3 separate regions of the Mus musculus genome follow, and all the other regions are linked to region 2. The links are chromatin contacts, called in public HiChIP or PLAC-seq maps. All regions are on one chromosome and are shown on one strand. Each heading gives the region's core, a stretch centred on a gene start, on an enhancer-like site or on the middle of the called end of the contact. The rest is flanking DNA. Distances are from core to core; before and after follow the strand shown. Region 1 has its middle 30 kb from the start of Gm42327. Region 2 has its middle 54 kb from the start of Runx3. Region 3 has its middle 8.6 kb from the start of Gm16225.

What was found. HiChIP or PLAC-seq counts read pairs in DNA pulled down with a chosen protein or histone mark.
Region 1: a contact with region 2 is called in a CTCF HiChIP or PLAC-seq map of CD8 T cells, with 9 read pairs. The contact joins two enhancer-like sites. A contact is called at or near these places in 3 of 15 datasets of contacts at CTCF or cohesin (CD8 T cells, the NIH/3T3 cell line and large pre-B cells), 50 of 484 Hi-C or Micro-C datasets (3T3-L1-derived adipocytes, the 63-12 cell line, the AML12 cell line and 29 more) and 16 of 115 datasets of contacts at active chromatin or transcription factors (CD8 T cells, the HPC-7 cell line, the SCID.adh cell line and 11 more).
Region 3: an H3K27ac HiChIP or PLAC-seq map of DN3 thymocytes shows a contact between it and region 2, with 5 times the contacts expected there. The contact joins two enhancer-like sites. A contact is called at or near these places in 8 of 39 promoter capture datasets (the 3T3-L1 cell line, embryonic stem cells, hematopoietic stem and progenitor cells and 5 more), 3 of 15 datasets of contacts at CTCF or cohesin (CD8 T cells, the NIH/3T3 cell line and large pre-B cells), 4 of 484 Hi-C or Micro-C datasets (the G1E-ER4 cell line, natural killer cells and palatal mesenchyme), 8 of 115 datasets of contacts at active chromatin or transcription factors (CD8 T cells, DN3 thymocytes, the SCID.adh cell line and 5 more) and 5 of 9 other capture datasets (adipose tissue, embryonic stem cells, liver and 2 more).

What each region holds. Positions count from the first base shown.
Region 1 is chr4:135,079,050-135,083,317 of GRCm38.p6, forward strand. No RefSeq gene overlaps it. Among named protein-coding and RNA genes, the nearest start is that of Gm42327, 30 kb to the left of the region's middle. Within about 2 kb of position 1,297, at least 108 of the 459 cell types and tissues checked have an H3K27ac peak or open chromatin away from gene starts, as enhancers often do. A contact at or near this core is called in CD8 T cells, the HPC-7 cell line, the P5424 cell line and 10 more, where this site is marked.
Region 2 is chr4:135,204,664-135,209,288 of GRCm38.p6, forward strand. No RefSeq gene overlaps it. Among named protein-coding and RNA genes, the nearest start is that of Runx3, 54 kb to the left of the region's middle. Within about 2 kb of position 1,843, at least 117 of the 459 cell types and tissues checked have an H3K27ac peak or open chromatin away from gene starts, as enhancers often do. A contact at or near this core is called in CD8 T cells, DN3 thymocytes, the HPC-7 cell line and 11 more, where this site is marked.
Region 3 is chr4:135,126,881-135,131,107 of GRCm38.p6, forward strand. It overlaps a transcript of Runx3 not described here. Among named protein-coding and RNA genes, the nearest start is that of Gm16225, 8.6 kb to the left of the region's middle. Within about 2 kb of position 2,086, at least 98 of the 459 cell types and tissues checked have an H3K27ac peak or open chromatin away from gene starts, as enhancers often do. A contact at or near this core is called in CD8 T cells, DN3 thymocytes, the SCID.adh cell line and 2 more, where this site is marked.

The DNA.
Region 1 (4,268 bases), core at 47-2,546, 130 kb before region 2:
GTGTTTGCCCAGGTGCTTGGGACACTTGGGGGCGGGAGGGAGGCAGGGCTGGTTTCTATTCTGAAAACATTTCGGTTGGGTCAGGGACCCGGGCAGAAATGTGTGAACTTCTATGGTAGTGATAGCAGTGGGCATGCAGAGAAGAGCAGGCACCTGCCAGGGGAAGTGAATTCTTGAGGTCTCAAACTTGGGGACATACAAATGAGGTGGGGAGGATCCAGAGTGGAAGAAACTTACATGGAGGCTCCGAGTGCATGGCTAGCCTGACTGCCTGTCCTGGGTTCAAGTCCTGCTATGATGTTCCTCACTATAAGAAAATATACACTGCCTCAGTGTCCTCAAATATAAAACGGAAGATGTCTAAGACTGTTCCGTGGACCTGTCCAGTGGAACTCTTCACAGGCAGGAAGTTTGGGGGGAGGTTTGTTTGTTTGTTTGTTTGTTTGTTTTTGTGGTGCTGTGGATGGAACCCAAGGCCTTATGTACCACTGGGCTTCACCCACAGCCCCTCAGTGGGATTAGTCCCATGACATGTTCTACACAAAGTAAACACTCATTAAATCTCATCCGCCTCTCTAATCCCCAAAGCTTTTATTGAGCACCAGCTGTATGCCAGGTGCTCCCAGATGATCCGCATACATATCCACACATCTGAACCCAAAGTCAGGAATGTGGAGATTGCCTGAAGTCCTGGAGAGGTTGAGGGGGGCTTCCTGGAGATGAAGTGTGAGGCTGTGTTTCACCCCCACTCCCCGAACAGACAGTGGTTCCAGCTTGGGCAGAACAGCCAAGCCCTTGAGCACCGGGAGCCCAGGGCTCCCGTGGGACAAAGGAGCCACTCTGGGCACTCCCCAAGCCTTTCAGGAGTCCCTGTAGGGGAAGGCCCCAGCAGGCTTGGTTCTCAAGCAGTAGAGCCTCCGGCAGGCATCAAACAACAAAAAGGCTTTTCTCACTGCCAGTGAGTCACCCGCCTCGAGAGCGAGCGAGTGAGCGAGCGAGCGGGCCCTTGCACTAGCTAGAGAAGACAAAACCACACATCTGAAGAAGTTTCCCACGGGCCACCGCTGGCTTTAAATAGCTGCACCAAGCCTTGGAGGAGGTGGTGGGTGGAGTGGGGAGCCAGGGCGCTTTGCCAGTCCACCAGGGTCTCACTTTAGACCCTGTCCTGACCATCAAGCCCAATAACTTGTGTAGACTGGAACGCAACCTCCTGGGGACCGTGCAGATGTGTAGAAACCTGGAGGCAGCAGCTGGACACATAGACAGCTGGACAGACCTCCAGCCAGCAGCAGGAGTGGGGTGACTCCGGAAAGGGGGAAGTTGACCTCTCTGTGCACCATAAGCAGCCTTCAGGCCTTGCTGGGCCTTCTGGTTGTCACCTGACACACACACACACACACACACACACACACACACACACACACACACACACACACACCAGGCTCAGCTCCCCCCTCACCCAGCCCATTCGTGACTGCTCCCTGGGCGGCGTTTCCGGAGGCAGGCTCGAAGCTGGGCGGCTGACGCACTTGCTGCCCCCCAGCAGGGCTGGGTGTGAATAGAGCCCCCCATCTCCCTTTCCCGTAAATGAGCTCACCCCAGCTGCGCATGGTTCTAAGAAACAGGAGATGCGCACCCGTCCCTCATCCACAGCGCTGGGCGAAGCTTTTCTCCTGCTCCTCCCACAGCCCAGGCTTCAGGCTGGGGCCACCGCAGGCTGGCAAAAGCCCTTCCCTGTGGGTGTGAATAAATGTCTTGAGTGTCGGGGCAGCTAGGGTCATCAGGTCTCAGAGGACAGACAGGCCCTCAGATATGTGGGAGAACAGTCATGTGCCCTCCCAGTCAGGAAGATTACAAAGCCCCTAAGGGCTGTCAGCAGCTCACCAGTGCAGGCCTTGGTGACCATCTGAGTCAGGATTCACAGCAGGCCATGACTTGCCCAGTCACACAGCATGCCAGTGGGGATCTAGGTAGACTACTGTGTGATTCTATGTCCTGACCAGTGCATAGGTGTCAAGCATTCACTCAACAAACAAACTGAATCCCTTGTGGGAGACAGACTCTAGATTAAGAAGATATTATCATACCTGAGAGATTAAAACATAATATAAATATATAATGTATAACATGTAATTTATAATATGGTATTTAATATGTAATATGTCATGTGTGCTATATGATATATCACGTATAATCATGTATCATGTATAATAATGTGTAACATGTAATATAATAAAGTAAAATATATAATATATGATATAATGTATAATATATATTCTCAGCAGGAGCCAGGCTGAGCCCAGATTTTTGTGCTACCTATTTGGGCCTCTAGGTTTGGAAGAACAGTCCAGAGTAAGGAGGCCCAGCCTCCTCCACCTTATACAGTTCCTCAAGTTACCGGACAGCTCCCGAGGCTCCAGTGGGCTGTGAGAGGTTGAGGTGGGTGACTGTTGGTGGCTGTCAGTCAGCAGCTCAGGGACACCAGCTCTCCTGCTGCCCTCCCCCCCCACACACACACACAGGGCCCCATACAGGAGGCCTTCAGAGGTGGCACATGGTCGAGGGACAGTGTGGATGAAGCCTGCGCATTTCTGCTGTCCCACAGGACAGATGAGTAGTGGCCATCTGCTAAGCCACCACGGAGCACTTGTGACACTGTGCTCAGGACACTGCTGGCACTGTGTGGCATCCCTGTGGTCCAGGCTAGCAGATCCCCGTCTCCTCAGGCTACAGGCCAAAAGTAGGAACCTGGTTATCATGGGGCAAAGGGAGGCATTCAAATGCAACAGTCTCCCATGTTTGCTCCCTCTCACCTCTGTCTATTTGTCTGCCTCTCTGTTTTTGTGTCTGTCTATCTCTCTCACTCTCTCTGGCACTCACTCTCTCTGTCTCTCTGTCTCTGTCTCTCTCTTTCTCTCTCAATGACCCCAGCTATTTTGGGGCGTGGAAGCACTTGGTGACGTTTCTCTATGTCACTTGGGGAACAACACGGAGCTCATGGGTTGGGTTGCTTGTGTGCCCAGTGCAGCATCCAGCTGAACCCAGGCTCTGTCAACTTGTGACAGATTGCCTAGTAGCTCAGGGTGCCAAAACCAGGGGTACACCCTCTGCCTCTGCCTGGTGTCGGGGGTGGGGGCACTGTCTTTAGAGATGTCATGCTATCTTCTACACAAGAGGCAGTAGGTGCAGAGAGTGGCTAACTGCATGAGTCAGGGAGCAGGTACAGGGGGTGGTTAGACAGTATCAGTCAGCCAGCTAATGGGAACAACCCAGCTTCTGCCAGTCTCTAGGGGAGGCACCTCCCTAGCCTGCTTTGGGGCCAAGTGGACAGTGGCTACTGCCCAGGAACAGAGAGCCTGTTCCCGCACCTGCAACTGACCTGCTGGGCCTTCAAAAACACATTCCTCATCTGCACAGAGACTCCCTGACATAAGAAAGTCACTGTGAGGACTCTCATGTGAGGAGCCACCATGATTTCAACAAGCACACAGTGACCTTCCCTCTGGGCTGGGAGCTAACAACAAGGGCTCCGCTTGCTTGTGTGTTTAGATCAGCCAATGGGCTCAGGGTAAGCTGTCATCCTGAGCTCGGCTTGTGAGGCCTCTACCATCTGTGGTCAGCATACATGTCTGCATGTACACACATGTGCAGGCATGCATGTGCATGCACATGGCTGTGTGTGGAGGCAGGTGTGCACAGGCATGTGTGTCTGCATGCTGCATAGGTGGGTGGGTGTCTGCATGCTGCATTTCCATATTGCACATAGTTGCTGCGGTCTGACTACTGTGGCAGTGTCTCTGAAGGGAGCCTCTCTGAGCCTGCACTTTGCACACATAGCTCTTGCATGCTTGCATGCATACATGCATGCATGCATGAGCCAAGTGCATGGGCCTATGTGCACATGGGTCTGGCTGGGGATGGGGCGGGGGCTATCTGTTCATGAACCTGTGTGTGTGTGTGTGTGTGTGTGTGTGTGTGTGTGTGTGTGTGTGTGTGTAGCTCCCAGGGGTCAAGACCTGGGGAGAACCTTAGAGAGTCCCTTCTAGGGACTTCTAGGCCTCTTCCTTCCCGAGTGTGCCTTCCAGTCAGTAAAGCAGCCTTTGCCTTCCAAACTCCCATGTCCTTCACACAGGAGCTCCTCCGGTGCCTGGGGGCCATGACCTGCATCCAGACTTCCCTGTGTTCTACCCCACCTTCTCTGCTTCCTCTCTCAACCATGTACCTGCTGCCCCCTCTTCCTCTCTGGGGCCCCCTTGCTCTGCACAGGC
Region 2 (4,625 bases), core at 593-3,092:
TTAAAGAGGAGGCAAAACATTTTTCTGTTAGCATACAGATGTGGTGTGAGGTCATGGGGTGTGTGTGTTCTCATCTGTACGAGTGGGCATATGTAGGCTGTAGGCGTGTCTGTGACGTCCCAAGGTTGATAGATCTGCCTCCATTGTCCTCCATCTTGTTCATAAAAGTAGGCTCTGTCAATTAAACCCTGGGCTTAACGATGGAGGGCTAGTGTCATCTAGCCAGCTTACCCAGAGACCTCAGTCTTCACCTCCCCAGGGTTGCCATGTCTACCCAGATCCATTTGTTAGCACTTTATCCACTGTGTCATCTCCCCAGCCTGGGGCAAAATTGTTTGGATGCTTTGAAGGAGTTTCTGCCCAACAGAGGCTGACCTCCCAATTCGGGCTTTTTTTTTTTTTTTTTTTTTTTTTTTTTGGTTTTTGGTTTTTGGTTTTTGTTTTTTGGTTTCTTTGAGACAGGGTTTCTCTGTATAGCCCTGGCTGTCCTGGAACTCACTCTGTAGACCAGGCTGTCCTGGAACTCAGAAATCCGCCTGCCTCTGCCTCCCAAGTGCTGGGATTAAAGGCATGAGCCACCACTGCCCAGCATTGACCTCCCAATTCTCCCCCCAACCTCCAAGTGCTGGGATTCAGGTGTCCCAAGCCTCCTCTAATCCTCCTGCTTTCCCCAGACCTAAAATCCCTGTCGGACTGAACAGGACCAGCCTCTTCCACACCCCACTGAGCCAGAGCACGCAGCGCAGCAGGTGTCCCTGGGACCGCTGGACTCTCCTAGCATCCCCGGAGAGACTGCTGAATATCCCCTTGGTAAGATCTGGGCTGCCCCACTGCTGGGCCAAAAGTCAATCTGGCCAGCCCCTGCTAACATGGGAGATGACAGCATCTAACTAGGCACTAAAGGAGGAATGGAGGAGGGAACAGAGGGAGAAAAAAAAAAGAGGGAGAAAAAGAGGGAGAGGGAGGGAGGAAAGAAGGAAGGGAGGAAGCAGGTTACTTTTCTGTTAAAGCTAGTTGAATGAAAATAGTTTGCTCTAGCCTGGCATGGTGACACATGCCTTTAATTCCAGCACTCAGGAGACAGAGGCAGGAGGATCTCTGTGAGTTTGGGGCCGGTCTTATTTACAAATAGTTTGCTCTTGTTTAGGGAGGGAGTCAGAGAGTAAGGGGACTCTTGCTTAGGACTGTTGTCCTAGGTGCTTCAAGATACTCCACCCCTCCCCCACTCCTCCTTCCTCCTCTCCAATGGCCCTTCTGAGTGCAGACCTAGTGACACGTTCTATTAGACCCTAAGATACTTTTTATGAAGATAATGTCACCGATCTTTAGAGATATTTCGTGCACTGTCACCTCTTTCTTTTAGGTGGCACCTACCTACCGCTCAGTATGGCTCAGGCCACAGCCATGCATGCACCGTGCTGGGAGCCACCGGGGTCCAGGGACCCCTAGAAAGATGGCAGCAGCGCCTTCTCTCCACCTCGACCTAGCTGCCACGCAAACCTGGCAGTGTGCCGGGCACAGGCGAGAAGAGGGTGCAGAGGCGCAAAGGGCCCACGCGTGAACCGATCTTGCAGCAGGTGTCGCTCCTCCCCCTGCCCCGCCTGGCCCCCGGGGTGCGAAGTGTCAGGGTGCGAAGTGTCGCTCGCTCGCTAGATGGCTGCGTCCGTTCGCCACAGGAAGGAGGGAAGGAGGCCGGAGGTGCCTTCACGACACGCCGCGGCCCTGACAGATCTGATAAAGAGGAAGGAAGCCGGCGACGCTGCGGATCTGAACTGACAACTCCCCAAACTGCCGGCGTCCTGCAGCTGGCCCCGCGCGGTTTGCAGAAGTGGCGCCTGAGAGAGGGTCGCCTGCGCCCTCTGCCGGCTGTTTGGAGAAAGCCTTCGCCCGTCTGGTGACAGCCAAGGCTTTCAGAGCAGGGTCCACCTGGCCTCTTGCCACGAAGTATTAAAGCAGGTGTGCACAACTTGTCTGGGCTTCTTAACTTGTGTTTGTTGCCAGAGACGTGCCCCCAGAGAACAAACCCAGTGTCGGGTGCGCCCTAGACGGGCCTCAGTTTTCCTGACAATCTAATTAGTTTGGTTGCCAACCTTAATGAGAAAAGGAGTCAGGCTTCTAAAGATTACAGACTTCATGCCGCTACAGTCCATCTTCGGAACTGTGGTTTCCTAGCTGTGTACCAAACAAATGTCTTACACCCCTGGGGTTGAGTTTCCTTATCCAGAAATGGGAACTTTCTATATAAGGACCATAAAAGAGCTCTAATATGGTATGGCATTCAGAATAGTTGCTAATGTACTATTCACACGTTTGTTAAATGAAGGTGTTGAAATGGCAGTGTGTGGCCAGGAAGCTTGGCAGTGGTGCCTGAGAGGGGATTGTCCTAGGGACTGAATTACAGACCAGAGTACCTGCTCTGCTTTGCTAGACTCTGCTCCATGGGCCCTTCAACCTTCCCTGAAGCTGTCGAATGTAGTATTTCTCATAAATCAGTTAGGTCTATTTGGTTGCTATTTAACTCTGTCCTCTCTTTCTCTCCCCACCTCTTTTCTTTGGAACAACAACAACAAAAAAAATTTTTTTTTTGAGACCGGGTATTATATCCCAGGCTGGCTTTGAACTCACTATCTAGCCAAAGATGACCCTGAGCTTCGTACCGTCCTGTGTTTACCTCCTTAGAGCTGAGGTTACAGATCCACACAGTAGCAGGATTGAACCCAGGGCTTCAGGCTTGCCAGGCAACCAGTGCACCACGGGATCCCCATCACAAGCCCCATTTCTGCCTTACAAAAGAATTAGAGCCCTATTCTGCCCGTTTGCCCTCCAAGTGGAAGGTATCTTCCCGGATTATGGAAATTTATAGGGCAGACTTCCCTCATTAAAGATGCCCTGTCCCCCAGTTGCAAGGCCACCCTGGTTTCCCTGTGGTCCCCTCACTGGCTCTGCTCCGTCCGCTTCTCGGGCCGACTTCAGACTGCTTTAAAGGGTGGGCAGTTTCACCATGATATGTTTAGGTGTGTTGAATTTGTTTTTATTCTGCATGGACTTTAGAGAAGTTTCATAGATTTGAGGTTGATTCCTTTATTCAGTTTTTAGAGAGATCTCGGGCACTATTCATCAAGTGCAGCTCCTGCCCTGTTGCCCGGGACTTCATTACACAGGTGCAGGCTGGAGCCCATGAGACTTTCATGCCGGTCTGGCTTTCCTGGTTTTCAGTTGGTTTGGACCTTTGCTGTTGTCTGCTTTAGATAGTTCTCGTTCTCTCTCTCTCTCTCCTCCCCACCCCCGTATTTGTGTGTGTTCTCCTAAGTACGTGCACATGCAGAGGTCAGATTGTCTCCACAGATCAGCATACAGTTCAATGTATTTGCTAGACTGACTGGCCAACAAACTCCCTGGTCCTATATCCCCAGTACTCCAGTAAGGACACTTGGAATAAGGGGTACCCTACAGAATGACCATTGGAGTCTAGCTTGTACTGCGGAGCAGTTCTTTGGTTCATCCATACTGTGCCATCTATCACTACCTCGTGCCTTTTCCGGGCTCATTATACAGACCTCCATGCCAGCTTATCCCCTAGTCTGAAGGCCGTGGGAGCTGTCTCTAGTATTTGAGTGCTGCAGACAGCAGAGCTGTAAAGATGATGTGAATACAGTAGTCCCTGTACCCTCCTGCTCTCCAATAGTCCCCCCTCCTGCTTCATATCTAAATTCTTTCCTTCTCCCATCTACCCTCCCAGCTCTTTCTAGAGCCCTCCCTTGCTCATCACTGCCCCCTTCCACTGACTTTAATCAACCTGACCAAAGTAGACTATATATGTATGTGTGTATGTATATACATGCCATTTATATAGGCCATATATACAATATATATATTATACGTATGTCATTTATATAGGCCATATATACAATATATAATGTATATTATATAAAAATATATGCCATTTATATAGGCCACACATATATGTGTGTGTATGTGTATAGGCCAATATGTGTGTGTGTGTGTGTGTGTGCGTGTGTGTGTGTGTATGTGTGTGTGTGTGTATAAATTTGAGCATACCCAAACCCTACCACCCTACCTCCATGGCCTTTCCCTTCCCCCTAGTCTCTTTTGTCATCTCCCCACCCTCAGAGTTTCATTTCTCTTTGCATATCATCTGCGCATATGTGCCTGCATCTAAACAAAAATCGAGGGCTCACAAATGAGAGAAGTCAGGCGATGTCTCTCTTCCTGAGATTGAGTTAAGTCACACAGTGAGATCTGTCATGGTTTTATCCGTCTTCCTGTAGAGGACACAACTCTCTTAGTCTCTCTGTCTCCTCTTCTTTTCAGTTAGTGGATGTTTATGCAAGCAAAGCTAAGCAATATAAACACTTGAGAGAGGCTGGAGCAGATGGCTCCAAGGTGGAGAGCAACTTCATTCTGTATGGCTGAAAAGACTTCCATTGTGGATACACCACATTTTCTTTATGCAGTGCTCTCTTGTTGGACCCCTGGGCTGGCTCTATAGCTTTCCTATTAGCAATAGCACTACAATAAAAACCGATGTAGGTGCATCTCTGATATGCTGACTAGGAGGCTTTTAGGTACCCGGAGTGGTAACGTACTAGTGGGTAATGTACCAG
Region 3 (4,227 bases), core at 836-3,335, 78 kb before region 2:
GTCTGGTTTTGTGCCATCCGCAGACCTATGCTTAGTGTGTCATGTGTGTTTCTGTGTGTGTGCTTATGTGCATGTGCATATGTATGTGCCTGTGAGTGTGAGCGTGTGTGTGTGTGTGTGTGTGTGTGTGTATTAAACTTAGAGCCCTGGGCATTCTAGGTAAGTGTGCTTTTGCTGAGCTACATCCCAGCCTGGCCTACATCTCCATCACCCACTCACCAAGAAGTCTCTCCAAGATCATCTGCAACAAACCAGAACCTTGGAACTCTGAGCCTCAGTTCCCAGAGCTATTGTCAGACTGCTTGAGTCATTTACTGAGAAGGGAGGGAGGAAGGAAAGGAAAGAGGGAAAAAAAGGCTTCCAAGCTTGGGTGTCCTATCTGGGCACCATCACAGACCTTGAAACAGCAGCTCCTGGAGAAGAGCCCTGGATGCTACTCATGGTGGAGTGGAGAGACGGGGCAGGACAAACTGGGTCTCGCCTTCAGCAGTCAGGACAAGAACTGAGACCAGTACCTCAATAAGAAGTTATTCCCAAGAAAGATGGAGTGGGCAGAAGACAGCACCCTCCTTGTTTCTTAGATGAAGAAAGAGAGCCCCAAGGAGAGGCTCAGGCTTATGAAAGGTTCGGTTTAGCTCCAGGGGAACCAGTTTTGGAGTTTTTCCCTCGACCCCTGGGGAAGTTGCTGCTCACCTTGCACTTAGTTCAGGGTTCATGGCTTGAAGCTACTTAGCAGCTTGGTTCCCTCAACCCTCAATTTTACCCATTGTTTGGCGGGAGCTGGGGCCAGGAAGGAGGCTCAGTTGGTAGAGTGCTTGCTTCCTGTGCGTGAGGTCTGGGTTTGAGTCTCAGCACTGCATCAAGTGGAAGGTGCCTATAATTCTTATCACTCGGGAGATGGAGGCAGGGGGATCAAGCATTTAAGGTCATCGCTCCCCTCTAACGGCAAGTTCAGTCAGCCTGAGATATTTAAAACTGTCTCAAAAAATGAGAGAGAGACAGAGACAGGCAGAGAAAGGGAAAAAGAGGGGGCAAGAGGGAGAATAACAGAGATAGAGTCAGACAAAGAGAGACAGACAGACTAAGAGAGACAGACAGACAGAAAGGAAGAGAGAGGAGGAAGAGTGAGACAGAGAGAGAGACAGAAACAGAGACAGACAGAGAATGGGGGAAAGAGAGGGGGAGAGAGGGAGAATGACAGAGAGAGTTAGACAGAGAAAAACAGAGGAAGACAGACAAAGAGGAAGAGAGAGGGAGAGAGGAAGAATAAGAGATAGTCAGAGTGGGGGGAGGAGAGGAGAGAGGAACTAACAGGAATTTCAAAGAGGAAAATTGACCAGTTGTATAGAAGGGGTTGAGGCTGGGAATGTGGTTTAACCCCCAAGGCCCCGTGCACGGCACAGGCTAAGAGTGTCTGCTGCACATTGGCCTCCTGTCTGAAGCCTCAGGCTTGCTCATTCTCCAGCATATGGCTCCCGCCTTTCTAGGGAGAGCTGGGCAGCTCAGAAAGACTGCGAGGCCCTTTGCACATGGTGCGTGGGGCAGAGGACACAGCACACAATTCAGCCGTATAAACCCGGCTCTAGACACGTCTTTGCTGTGCATCCTAGAGAGAAGTGCCTCACCTCTCTGTGCTTGTTCTCTCTGTGAAATGGGAGACATTAACAGCACCCAGCGCAAGCTGTTTGGGAGGCCTAGGGATAGAATGAGGGTAGTGCAGAGCTCGACACGGCCAAGACCTTCATTAGTGCCACAAAATATTCTGAATCCATATTCTTCCTCTTCCAGCAAATGAAAAAAAAAAGCTGCGAACTAATAGAAGGTAGGAGCCTTGCCTTTCTCCTCAAGACCCCGCTTCAAGGCCACCCTTTTAAGAGCCGTTTTTTCCCAAGAATTGGGATGCCTGTTGTCATCACCCCTCACTCTTGAAGCATCTAAAGAGAGTTCCAGGGAGTGTCCCTTGCTGCGGTGGCGCGGGGTGAGGGTCCGGGATGGGGAACCTGCGGGGTTGGTGATTGAGGGAGGGATGAGAGGGCACTGCTGTTCCACGCATGCGCATTTCCATGCCCTCCTCACTTCCCCTCCGCTGGCTGGTTTTTCTCTGAACACCGAGCCAGAGCTCTCCTAGCCTATGGGTGCTGGCGGCTCGGAGGTTTAGGTTCCTCTTTGGGGTTTTCTTTTAAGTCTGGGAAAGGCATTTTTGGCACAAGGCTCAGACTTGCGTGTGGGCGGAGAGGAGAGATGCGTCTAAGTTACAGTTTTGAAGGTTGCCACGGTCAGTACCACCCACCCAAACACCTTCCCGAGGAGAGTCCAGGGGAGCCTTAACTCCTGCCAGGGCTCCACTGCCATTGGACCGGAACTGATGTAGGTCCTTTCTTGTCTCCCACCTGAACATCTGTCGGGCAACATCTGGCCCCTTTACATCTGCCGAGAAGAGGGAGTGGCTAATGTGAGAGGCAGCAGATGTTGGGAGGGGGCCCTTGAAGGTCCCGAAGGAAAGGGAAGAAGATGAAGGGAGGGGCAGAGAACAGGAGAGCTTCCTTACCGTCCCAAGCCCACCTCACCTGGGAGTGCTGGTTGCTGCCCAAGAACTGTCCCTCGGAAGATGTCCTCTAGGTCTCACTCAGGTGCTGGAGGCCTCAGGTGCTTCTGGGAAGTAGCATTGATCCAGATCCAGGGTGTCTTAGGAAGGATTACAGGTCCTGCATGTGCAGGTGGGGAGCAGAGTTCCTCGTGGGTTAGTGGGGCCCGTGGGGAAACCCTGACATCTCCCTGGCCCCGTTCCCTACATGAAGTCAAGTCCCTTCGGCAAAGGGAAGGAAACCTCGCAAGGCCATCTTCGAGCAAAAAAAAATAAAGGAAAGAAAATGCCAGCAGCAGCTCCGGTCACCGGAAGCGAGCAGAGCCATCGGAGTCCAGAGGCTTTGTGGGAAGTTCTCAACATGGAGTCTGTGTTACTTATAGCAGTAGGAAGAAGACCCTGCTTTGTATTTCCAAAGAAAGGAAGCAGAAGAGGAACCCTGGCCTCCCGGGAGCCGAGGCTGAAGGACACCCACTCTCTCTGCTTCTCCTCACAGCTCCGTCTGCTTTCCCACCGTGGCTCTGGCCTGCTGGCTAGGGACGGCAGGATCTCCCCTGGTCAGGGTAGAACCTTGCATAGAGCAGATGCCCAGGCTGCGCTTGTGTCTGAGGCAAGGGCTCTGCAGCTCCCTGGGAGAGGCAGTCTGCTCCCCCTCTGGCCTGGTTGTCTCTTTTGTGGGTACTGCTGGCCCCTCTGGTGGCACTACTGCAGTGGTTCTCAACCTTCCTCAAGCTGTGACATTTAACACGGTTCTCCACATTGCGGTGACCCGCCCCCAACCATAAAATTATTTTGATACTACTTCGTAACTGCAATTCTGCTACTGTTATGAATTATAATGTAAACATCTGATGTGCAGCTCCTAAAGGGGTCATCACCCACAGGTAGAGAACTGCTGACCTACTGTGCGTAAGCACGCAGGAGTGTACACAGCAGGCAACTGTATTTCTCCTGCTGGGGCTAATATCCACCCCCCCACACACACACACACACACACACAGTTTACAGATAGGAGAAGCAAGGCCCAGAAGAGAGGCAGTCCTTCCCCAAGACTCATAGTTAAGGACTTCTGGAACCCTGAGAGCCTGCTACAGCCCTGCTTAGATCTCTGACAGCCCTGACTCGGCCTCCCGGGACCTCTATAGATGCGTATGAACACATTGAGTCTAATTGAACGGGCATCATGAATGAGGTCCAAATGCACCCAGATGTTGAGAGTTTGGTGGGTCCTGCTCCCAGCAAAGCCAAAGGAAAGAGTAAGGACGGTGGGAGCTGCACCTGCGGGAGTCAGGTCTCATTTCCACTTATCTTCCACGAGAATCCACGTAGTGGACAGAGTCGTTGTTATCACCATGTCACGGTTGGCAAAAGCAAGTCTCCGCAAGAGGTCAGTGCCTAGCAAATGGTCTGTGTGACATGAAAGCCACCTCCTACCTGGACCATGTCTCCTCTTCCCTACGGCCCAGATGCACCACATCAGCCACAGAACTCCCCCTGGTCATTCCCAACCCTGTTCAGAGACTTCCTGAATGTTCCTGAGGAAGACAGAGTCTGAACCAAATCCACAACAGGCAGATCTGGGGGGATAAAGACATGCGGAGTAAACGGAATGAAAGGGTCACACGGAGGAGTTAGTTCCTGGA